Linked DNA regions of Sus scrofa: region 1 is linked to region 2. A link is a contact called in public HiChIP or PLAC-seq data. All regions are on one chromosome and are shown on one strand. The core of a region is the stretch at or near the end of the contact, and the rest is flanking DNA. Distances in the headings are between cores, read along the strand shown. Region 1 overlaps GLB1 (beta-galactosidase). Region 2 overlaps CNOT10 (CCR4-NOT transcription complex subunit 10).

Region 1 (5,654 bases), core at 1,633-4,132, 240 kb before region 2:
AAAACCCCAAAATCAAAAAAACCACCTCTTGACTTTCTCTTTTTTCTGTACATTTCAGAGATCTCTCCACAGTGACAAGAGTCTATCCATATAACTCTTGGGAACTACGTAATATTTCATGTGTGTGTGTTATGTGTGTGTACATTCATGTTGCAGTATGCATACCATGGAAAACATAATTTATTTCATCGGTCAACTTTACATTTTTATTTATTTCCATTTTCATTGAGAAATAGTTGACATACATCACTGGATAAGTTTAAAGTGAATAGCATGATAGTTTGGTTTGCATACTGTGAAATGATGACCACAGTAGGTTCAGCTAACATTCATCTTCTCACATAGATACGATAAAAAGGAAAGAGAAAAAGAGAGACATTTTTCTCCTTATGATGAGAACTCATACTCTCTTAACAACTTTCCTATATATCATACAGCAGAGTTATTTATAGTCCTCGTGTTGTACGTTACATCCTGGTACGTAATTATCTTATAAATGGAATTTGGCCACCTTTCTCCAGTTCTTCCTGCTCCTGGCCTTTTTGTTGTTTTGTTGTTCTTTTTTTTTTTTTTTTTTTTTTTTTTTTTTTTTTTTTAGGGCTGCACCTTGAGCATAAGGAAGTTCCCCAGGCCTGGGGTTGAATTGGAGCTGTAGCTGTCGGTCTGTGCCACCACCTTAGCAACGCAGGACCCAAGCTGCGTCTGCAACCTACAACACATCTCACAGCAACACTAGATCCTTAATCCACTGAGTGAGGGCAGGGATTGAACGTGTGTCCTCATAGATACTAGTCGGGTTCGTTTCTCTTGCACCACGACAGGAACTCCCTGCTCCTGACTTTTTAAGTTGTATCAAAATTTTACTAGGAAAAATTTGCACACATACAGAGAATTGAAAACATTTTATACCCACCATTCAAATTCTACCATTAACATATTACCATTAATCTATCCTTCCATCCATCAACTCATTTTATATTTGGGATGAATTTCAGAGTAAGTTGCAGACATCAGTATTCTCCCCCTCAAGTATATCAGCATGTATATCATTAACTAGAGGTCAGTATTTGTTTATGGCCCCTTTTCTCCTTTTAAGTTAACACTTCACATACAATGAAATACACAAATCTTAAGTATACTATTTGATGAGTTTTGACAAATGCATATACCTAGTAATTCAAAACCCTAAGTTAGCTATAGAACATTTCCACTGCCCCAGAAATTTCCTTCATGTTCCTTCCAAAACATTTTTTTTTTAATGGCTGCACCTGTGGCATGGAAGTTCCCAGGCCAGGGACTGAAATCTGAGCTGCAGCTACAACCTATACTGTAGCTGTGGCAATGCCAGATCCTTTAACCTGGCTGGGCTGGGGATGAAACCCACACCTCTGCAGCGACCCAAGCTGCTGCAGGTGGATTCTTAACCTACTGCACCACAGTTGGATTCTTAACCCACTGTGCCAGAGGGGAAACTCCTCCAAACATTGTTATTTTCTAACGATACTCTTTTATTTTTATTTTATTGAAAAAATGGTCTATAATAGTTTTAGTTTTAGGTGTACAGCACAGTGATTCAGTTATACACATATATGTATGTATTGTATATATATATTTTGTATTATATATATATACTTTTCCAGAATCTTTTCCATTATAGGCTATTGCGAAATATTGACTAGATTTCCCTGTGCTATATAGTAGGCCCTTATTGTTTATCTGTTTTATGTATAGCAGTGTGTATCTGTTAATCCCAAACTCCTATTTATCCTTCCCCCCACCCCCCACAACACTCTGTTTTGTTTTGTTTTAATGCTGTCAACTTGTCAGAGCAATTCTATCAGGGGGCTTTTAGAATGTCCTGTGTTTCAGATTTGGCTTATTGCTTCCATGTGGTATTGTTAGATTCAGGTTCAACTGAGATTTAAGTTCATTAATAAGTACTGCTTCTAGGTGGGGCTGTGTACTTTCTGTTAAATCTCAACAGGAGTCTCCATGTTTATGAGGTTGACAGTGAGCAGAGGGATCATGTAGAATCTGCCTGATCTCTTCCTTAGAAAATTCCATCAAGCCTGCTGATGGTTTTAGCCTCCACTGATGATTATAGCTGAAGTCCATTATTTCATTAAATGTTAGAAAAAGGTGTTTTCAGATTCTGTTATTCCATCTGCATTTATTCGGTGGAATTCTGTGAAGAATTTTCCATTATCAACCTTTTGGTTACCCTGAAATATAGTGTTTATATGAAAGAGAAATAAGCTGTTTGGTTCTTTCCTTTTATCATTTCTGGAGTGAGGAGTTGGTACTCTAGCAATCTCCAGAGGTGACTGGTGAATTCTTTTTTCCTTCTGTGTATCATTCTGAACCCATAGGTGTTAATATTCTTGGAGCCTTTTGTGTTTTTTTCCAGTTGATATGTCTCTTAAGCTTCTCTCTCAAAAAAAAAAAAAAAAAATGCTCAAAATGTTCTACCTGAAGCCAGTGGGAGCCTCGCCAGTTTAGGCCCCATGTCTATGCTACACCTAGTCCCCAGTTCTGTGGGTTCCTCCTGCCCACTGCCCACCTTGCTGCCACTAGCATAGTCCATGACTCTGCTTCCTGTATTGCCCCTTCAGGAAAAGACCAGAGTGCCAAATATTTGAAAATACATGTCTGATCCTATCACTCTTCTGCTTAAGTTGCTCTCCATAGCTCTTGGCATAAAGTCCAGGCCCTTGGACGTGGACTTCAGGGAATCATTCAGTCTGGCCCCAGCCTGTCCCCTCCATTTCTGCTGTGCTTTATCAGTGTTGAGGTTCCCTGCAGCTGGCCCTCCCTCCCCAGAGCTCACGGTTCCTCTGCCTGTGTCACTCATCCCCTTGGCTAACTCTTCCTCATCCTGGGGCTCAGCTTAGCCCAGTCATTCTCAAATCTGGCTGTACATTACCTCATCTGGGCAGCTTGAAGGAATACCAGTGCCTGGGCTCCATCCAAGATCAATTAATATCTGCATGTCTGGGCGACGAGGCCTGACCTTTCTATTTTGGAAAGTTTGCACAGGTAATTCTGATGTGTAGCCAAATTTGAGAACCACAGTTTGGGGTGTTCTTTCCTTTGGGAAACCTGTCCTCATCCCTGGGTTACGGGCCATTTGTTAATGTTGCTTCCAATGCTCCTTCTGCTCTAATGATCCCCCCTCCCCAGCTTTACTGAGATATAATTTGATGGATAACTATGTGTGTGTGAGGCGTACAGCCTGGTGATCTTAGCCTCATTTTACCATCCAAGCCTCACCATGTTGACTCTCAGGTTTCTCCGTGCTTGATGGGAGCTTCTTGTGGGCTGTGGCCACATCTGTGTGGTTCCTTTCTTATTACTCAGCACATAGTAGGTGTTTGTAATATAATATTTGTAAGTGGTTGGTGGGTAGGTATTTGGGCTGGGTTTTGAGGCTACTTGAATTCAGGGATGGTGCTCTGCTGTGTGGGATGAAGGCCGAATTTGACTGTCTGCCAAGATCATTTCTTTCCAATCTCATCTTCTCCTCCAAACCCCTTCCCTTCGACAAACAGACTTCAGACAGCTCTTGCCTTTTCTGAGTTCTGCCCAAAGTTGCTCACTCCTTTTCTACCTATGCAAAGAATTTTCTCAGCCTTTTTTTTTTTTTTTTTTTTTTGGCCACACCCCTGGCATGTGGAAGTTCTTAGGCCAGGGATCAAGCCCATGCCACAGCAGCAACCTGAGCTGCTGCAGTGACAACACCAGTTTCTTAATTCACAAAAGAACTCCCCCAACCAACATAGCATTTGTGAGAAACCCTTATTTGACATTTAATCATGTGCATGTTGTAAGATGTTTTCAAAATCATCCCTTGGGGCATCTGATGTCAGAAATAATTTTTATATTTTTGTGAGTTTCTTGCTTTTGAATGGCAATTAAAGCACTGTTTACTAGAAGAATAAAGAGATATTAAATTGACACTCTGACCTTTAAAAAAAAAAGATTCTTAAGGAGTTCCCTTTGTGGCTCAGTGGTTAACGAACCCGACTAGGAACCATGAGGTTGTGGGTTCAATCCCTGGCCTTGCTCAGTGGGTTAAGTATCTGGCGTTGCTTGAACTGTGGTGTAGGTTGCAGATGCAGCTGAGATCTGATGTTGCTGTGGCTGTGGTGTTAGGCTGGCAGCTATAGCTCCAATTGGACCTGTAGCCTGGGAACCTCCATATGCCATGGGTGAGGCCCTAAAAAGAAAAAGGTTGTTTTGTTTGTTTGTTTTAAAAAAAAAAAAAAGCCTGTGAATACATAAGGAATCTTATCAACAATGTTGGATGCTAATTACATGGATTTTTATAGCCTTGTCCCGTTGGCACCTGAGGCCTGTTGCTTCCTTTTTCCATCCACCAGAGGGCAGTGTTCTATTCTGCCTCACAGCTTCCCCCTTTGGACTCTTCCCTTTTTTCTTTTTAATGTTTTGGGGTTTTTGGTCTTTTTTTGTGTGTGTGTGTTTTGTTTGTTTGTTTGTTTTTGCTTTTGTTTTTTTTTTTTGGCCATTCCCACAGCATTCGAAAGATCCCTAGGCCAGGGATAGAATCCAAGCCACAGCAGTGACAACACCAGATCCTTAACCACTAGGCCACCAGGGAACTCCTCCAGGTCTTTCTTTTCAAATTCTAGCTTTTCAACTCTGGAAGTGATTGCCAAAGAGTGTTTCTAGAAATTTGTTTTGACTTCTAGGAGTTCTCCTGTGGCACAGTGCATTAAGAATATGGCATTGTCACTCTAGCAGCTTGGGTCACTGCTGTGGCTCAGATTTGATCCCTGGCCCAGGAACTTCCACATGCTGCAGGCATGACCAAAAAAAGAAAAAAGAAAAAGAAGAAATTTGATTTGACTTCTAGAAAATCTTACATCTTATATCATGACCCAATGCAACTCTCTATGTGCATATATAACAAAAGTTTCATGAAATAACACTTGTCTTTACTCTGTGTAATGCACTGATTTTTCTCTACTCTCTTTCATTAAAAAAGTGCCGACCATTACCCAGATTGAGCTCCTGACTCACAGACTGGGTTGCAGATATTGCCTTAAAGTTCATTTAGCCCGGCATCCTCTGTTTTTTTGGATGAAGAGATGCAGGATTAGAGAGAGATGCTCAGTCACTGTGGGACTCAGAGCAGCACCTATGATGAGGCTTCAGGCCTTCAGATTCTACTCTGTTGCTTTCAGCTCAGCGACATTCCTGTTGAAGTACATCCAGTACTCTAGCAGGTCCGCGCGACATTCCTGTTGAAGTACATCCAGTACTCTAGCAGGTCCCGCGACCCGGGGCTTTGTCATAAGAGCTCCCTGCGGCAGGGTTTTCTCTTTGGGAATATAACTTCCACAGCCACTGATGGCCACACTGGTGACTGTGTCTGGAATCCTGAATGTGGATCCTCCCTGCCCTAACTTAGCTGTAGTTTATCACTCAGAACCAAGCACAGACACAGACTAAATGGGTGGGGAGTCACTTGCCACCGTCAAAGTGTCTGCTTCTGAAATGCAGATGGAAGTTCTCGTGTGGTCTTGTCCTTGCTCTGCAGAATGCCCCCCTGAGGACTTTCAAGATCGACTACAACCGTAACTGCTTCCTCAAGGATGGCCAGCCGTTCCGCTACATCTCAGGAAGTATTCACT
Region 2 (5,886 bases), core at 2,124-4,623:
GGAGGTCTGAATGGCCAACCACAAATGATCTCAGATATAGGGTTTTGAATTACGTTCAGAAACTACAATACACATGTATATCATAAAGTGCATTTGGATTGAAATTTAAGTCTAAGGAAGACTGTAGCCATCTAGCATCACAGAGTTTTCTTATACTCTGAAAACCTCTGACTAGAAATGCCTGTCTAGTAAAAACACAGCTGGGCAAATTCAGAAGTAGCCTGTTTCCTCCTTACTGGCTCATTCCTGGTTGCTGGGACCTCAGAAAATTATCTTTAAAGGAAAAGTAGCCCCTCAACTTCTAACAGCGCAGAAAACTAGAATGAAAAATTAATAAATAAAATAATTAGGAGTTCCCAATGTGGTGCAGCGGGTTAAGACCCAGTGCTGCCTCTGAGGTGGCATAGGTTCCACCCCCAGCCCCAGGCAGTGGGCTAAGGATCTGGCATTGCCACAAGGCACAGGTCATAGCTGCTGCTTGGATTCATTACCTGGCTTGGGAACTCCCATATGCAATGGGTGAGGAAAAAAACAGAGTTCCCCTTGTGGCTCAGTGGGTTAAGGACCCAATCTCCTCACTGTGAGGATGCAGGTTCGATCCTGGCCTTGCTCAGTGGATTAAGGATCTGGCCATGTGGGCTGCAGCTGCAGCTCTTACTCAACCCCTGGCCTGGGAACTTCTATATGTGACAGGTGCTTCCATAAAAAGAAAAAATAATAAAAAGTGGAGTTCCCTTGTGGCTTAGTAGGTTAAGGATCTGGCACTGTCACTGCTGTGGTGCAGGTTTGATCCCCTGGCCTGGGAACTTCCACATGCCATGGGCATGGCCAAAAAAAAAAAAAAAAAAAGAAAAAGAAAAAGAAAAAAAGTAGATTGGCACAAGGAAATTGAAACTTATGGCTTTAGGTTATCATAAGGGCTGGAAGACTGCCCAAGCTGTTAGATACAAGCTGTTAGACAGTCTCAAGGTTAGAGTGTGTGTTGAGTCAGGACTCACATTTAATGATGAGGACCCCAGTTCACCCCTCTTCCCATCCTATCACACTGCTTCTCTGAGTCTTGTGATTTAAGACTCGACTGCCCTAAATAAATAGAATAAAATAAAACAGAAATGGGGTTCTCTTGTGGCAAGGTGGGTTAAGGATCTGGCGTTGTCACTGCAGCAGCTTGGGTTGCCACTATGATGTGGGTTCCATCTCCAGCCCAAGAGCTTTCACATGCTGTGGGTGAGGCCAAAAAAACTAGAAAGAAACGATGACATGAGTTTTCTAATGCCTACATAACTATGCACACATATGTAATCTAACCTGTTTTTTTTTTTTTTTAAAGGAACAGAACTTAATTGAAACAGTACAAGTTTAAATTTTGTTACTGAGCACATTATGTAATTTAAAATATGAACACTATTCATGGAAGAGAGTATTTTTGGGGGGGGGTGCACACTCAGCATGTGGAAGTTCCTGAGCCAGGGATTCAACCTGAGTCACAGCTGCAACCAGACCACAGCAGTGACAATGCTGGATCCCCAACTCGCTGAGCCAGAAGGGAACTCCAGGAGGGAGTAATTTAAGAGCAGACAAGTGGTGTCATTACAAAGGGAATTTCCTGTCACCCACCCCACCTCCAACGTGTCTCCAAGATCTGTCTTCACTAGCAAGGCTACCCTGTGGTCATACCCCGAGGGCAGGGGTGGATGAACTCAGACCTGAGGGCCCAAAGAAGGGAGGTTATCTCTGATTTTCTGCAGCCCTTCAGTGGTTGGGTGTATGTGGTGAGATTAGGTTGACTTAATATCCTCTTTTGGTTTATTTGTAGTTCTATTTTTAATTTAATTAATTTATTTATTTTGTAGTTTATTTATTTATTTATTTTTAAGGGCCGCACCTGAGGCATATGGAGGTTCCCAGGAAAGGCAGAGGGGGGTCAATCAGAGCTACAGCTGCCAACCTATGCCACAGCCACAGCAATGTGGGATCCCAGCTGCATCTGCAACCTACACTGTAGTTCAGGGCAACACCAGATCCTTAACCCACTGAACAAGGCCAGTGATCAAACCTGCATTCTATGGTTACTAGTTAGGTTCATTACCACTGAGCCACAAGGGGAAGTTAGAAAAAGAATGATTTTTAAAGGCCTAGGTCTCCAGAGGTCCAAGATCACCATCAGCTCAGGGTCAACGTGAATAAAAAAATTAAAATGTCACAAAATTTAATATCCAATGGGATTCTGCTATATAGCACAGGGAACTATATATCTAATCACTTGTGGTGGAATATGATGGAGGATAATGTGAGAATGTATATATACACATGACTGGGTCACTTCACTGTACAGCAGAAACTGACAGAACATTGTAAATCAATCATAATGAAAAATTTAAAAGAAAAATTTAATATTCATTTTCATCTGTGATTTTGCCAAAGGCCAGGGCAAAGCATTAGCTCCTTAAAAGCAGAAGCCTGGGAGCTCCCTGGTGGCTCAGTAGGTTAAGGAATCTGGCGTTGACTCTGTCTGTGGTGGTTCGGGTTTGAACCCGGCCCAGTACAGTGAGTGGGTTAAGGATCTGGCATTGCTGCAGCTGTGGTGAAGATCGAAGCTGCAGCTCAGATTTGACCTCTGGCCTGGGAACTTTGATAAACTCTGGGTGCAGGGTGGGGGTTGGAGGGAAGCAAAAGCCTGCATCTTTTGTTTCTTACACAAAGACTTCAGCAGTTTTTCAGCATCTGCAGTGGGTGTTCAATAGGTAATCACTTAAGACCACCACCTTCAGTGTTTTAGACTTACTGCCTCAGGCACCCAGACTTTAACCTGTCCTGCCGGCAGGCCACCTTGCTGACAAAACCAACTCCCTCACAGCTCCCAAACACAGGGGAGTCATCCTGCAGGCTCTGGATCCTAGAGTCCAGGACAGCCCTCACCTCAGGCATGCTTGCTGGGAAAAGCCTGCCCTGGCCTCTCCTGACAGTAGGGGGCTATTACCGCTCCAGCCCACTGTCAAGCCCACTTTGGGTCCAGAAATCAGTCATGTAAGATTTGCAGCAGGATTCTATATTCCAAACCATAATTATGTATAAGGAAAAATCTGTTTTCCTTAGCTTTTACTTCTTTCCTAAGATACCATACCAAATTACAAGAGGGTGAAACATTCTAATAATAAAATAAACTTCCTATGAAAAAGTACTTAAACATGTGAATGCAAAACTTTTGGGCTGGCATTCTGATTAAGTCATCAGATTAAGCAAGTTTCACTGCACAAAACAAAAACTAACATTTATGTTCCTCTTTTCAGAGGCCTTCCAGGCCATCCTAACTAGTCTCTCACCGCCCTCACTCACCCTCTTCCTCTTAGAAAGTAACACTCCGCTCTGCATAATTCCTGCAGACTAGTCACACGAGAAACATGCACAGTTCTATCTATTAAGCCTCTGGAGAAATCACTTTACTTTTGATAGCTGCTACTTAAAATACTGATGACCCCCCCCCCCCACAATCTGCCCCACTACTTCCTTGAGTCACTGTCCAATCTGCTTTACCAACCACTCAGTGGATCTGACAGTTCATCAGACTGGAAGAACTATACCTCAAGGGAAGGGACACACCAGCTTCTCCCCCCTGTGGGGGATCTGACACAACCCCACACTCTCCTCCACAAGCTGAAGCTGGCTGTAGGTCCACAGAGCACCAACCCTCGGAAAAGAAAAGAACAAGAAAGATGAAGAAGAAAGAAAGAAGACCAGTGGGGGTAAAATTTTCCTTAAAGGACCAAACTATAGTAATGAGCTACATAAGACCGGGCATTAAAATCTGTTGGGCCATGTATTCTGTGAGTAAAATGAATCTATGTCAAATGCCTGAAAGAGCTTAATCCATATCAAATGAGGCTAAAATGAGGGTAAATTCAGTTACCACTTGTCAAAGGAAAACAAATTCACAAAGCAACCTCAAGGCAAATGTTATTTTAAAAATTGGCTCAGAAAATCCTGTAGGATCTCCTGTTGTGGCTCAGTGGGTCACGGATCCAGCATTGCTATAAGCTGTGATGTAGGTTGCAGACGTGGCTCAGATCCCATGTGGCTGTGGCTGTGGCATAGGCTGGCAGCTGTAGCTCTGATTCAACCCCTAGCCTGGGAACTTCCATATGCTGCATGTGTGACCCTAAAAAGCAATTCCCCCCCCCAAAGAAACCCCCTCAAAACCCAACATGTAAAGATTTCTTCTAAAAGAAGGATTATGGTATGGAATTTTAAAATTTAAAAAATATATATTTCAAGCTGTTTCATTTACTTACAACAGTCTAGAAAATGTTAAACTTGTCAACTTCCAAATCTTAAAAAAATTTAAGTTAAATAAGTTTTTCAAGTCATACCTTCTGTAAGCATTTTACTTCCTAATAACAGTTCTGTGCAAAAAGAATAGGAGTTCCCGTCGTGGTGCAGTGGTTAACGAATCCGACAAGGAACCATGAGGCTGCGGGTTCAATCCCTGGCCTTGCTCAGTGGGTTAAGGATCTGGCGTTGCCGTGAGCTGTGATGTAGGTTGCAGACGCGGCTTGGATCCGATGTTGCTATATGGCTCTGGCTGGTGGCTACAGCTTCGATTCGACCCTTAACCTGGGAACCTCCATATGCTGCGGGAGCCGCCCAAGAAAAGGCAGAAAGACCAAAAAAGAAAAAAGAATCTTACTGTCAAACACACCCCAAGTCCAACACTAATAGAAGCTCAATTCAAAGAAGCTGAAGTTTTCTTCTTTAACCAAAAATAACCTTTCAAGGAACCCAGTCCTACCCCAAGCAGCAAATAAAATGCAAGTCACAGACACAGAGTTTTATTCATGGACAGGACCTTAAGATTGCTCAATGCAACTTGCTTCTTTGACAAGAGGAAAGAAAGGTCCCAAACAGTTAAATGATTTGTTCAATGCCAGTAGGAGCCCTGTGTGGTCTCTCAAGAGTGGGAGACCACTGAAGAATTATTGTAACCCTGGCTTGTAATCAGTCTGATCACCAGTATACCTAAATGGGGTCCTAGGACTCAGATGTGAATTCTGCCGGCGTGAACACAAGGTGCTGATGAGGTGAAGAATATGTCATACAGGCAGGTTCCCTCTTTGGTAGACTATATTAGATGAACAAGTTTTAGTAGGATCACTATCTTTTTTTTGGCCCTGCCTGTGGAATATGGAAATTCCTGGGCCAGGGATTAAACCCATGTGACAATGCTGGATCCTTAACCTGCTGAGTTACTAGGGAACTCCATTCATTTACAAGACTGAAATGGGGCTGGGTCTCTAGCAAGAATAATATGAGATTCAAAAGATAATTAGCCATAACCCTGTTTTAGGTATGAGCTACAACAGAATAACTTGGCTAAGACCAAGAGAAATATGATTCCTAAAGTACACTAAAACTGCCTGTAATATTTATGTTATCAACCATTTGCTTGACTCATCTTCTTCCATAAACACTGGGCCATGGGAGGTCCCTTTTAACTGAATGGGAAATAATTCACTGAATGTCACATCAAAGTCCAAAAGTACTAATTAAGGCTCCATAATTTATATTTGTGAAATAACTGGGCCTAATTAATTCTGGTCTGAACATTTCTTTTTATCCATTTTGAGCCTCTTATTAAAAAAAAAAAAAGACAAACTGAAATTTCATTTTTATTTTGTATGCTGTGATTTTAATTTCTTTCTCCCCCTCCCCCACTTTTTCCTTATGGCCATGCCTGTGGCATATGGAAGTTCCTGCGTCAGGGATCAAACGGGAACTCCCCGATTTTACTTTCTTATACAGATGTTTGCAATGTTGGCCCCAACATTATGTCCTACCCTTTTCCAGTTCCGTTATACTCTTTTCCAGGTTCTAGAGAAGCCTCCAATTTAG

Evidence for each region. HiChIP or PLAC-seq counts read pairs in DNA pulled down with a chosen protein or histone mark.
Region 1: a contact with region 2 is called in an H3K27ac HiChIP or PLAC-seq map of alveolar macrophages. The contact joins two enhancer-like sites. A contact is called at or near these places in 1 of 47 Hi-C or Micro-C datasets (embryonic fibroblasts) and 1 of 2 datasets of contacts at active chromatin or transcription factors (alveolar macrophages).

Annotation. Positions count from the first base shown.
Region 1 is chr13:18,953,014-18,958,667 of Sscrofa11.1, reverse strand. It overlaps GLB1 (beta-galactosidase), which reads left to right. Exons shown (of 17, transcript XM_021071553.1): 2 at 5,561-5,654. Among named protein-coding and RNA genes, the nearest start is that of TMPPE, 23 kb to the left of the region's middle. Within about 2 kb of position 2,882, at least 3 of the 83 cell types and tissues checked have an H3K27ac peak or open chromatin away from gene starts, as enhancers often do. A contact at or near this core is called in alveolar macrophages, where this site is marked.
Region 2 is chr13:18,714,733-18,720,618 of Sscrofa11.1, reverse strand. The region is part of intron 11 of CNOT10 (CCR4-NOT transcription complex subunit 10); the gene reads right to left. Among named protein-coding and RNA genes, the nearest start is that of TRIM71, 44 kb to the left of the region's middle. Within about 2 kb of position 3,373, at least 6 of the 83 cell types and tissues checked have an H3K27ac peak or open chromatin away from gene starts, as enhancers often do. A contact at or near this core is called in alveolar macrophages, where this site is marked.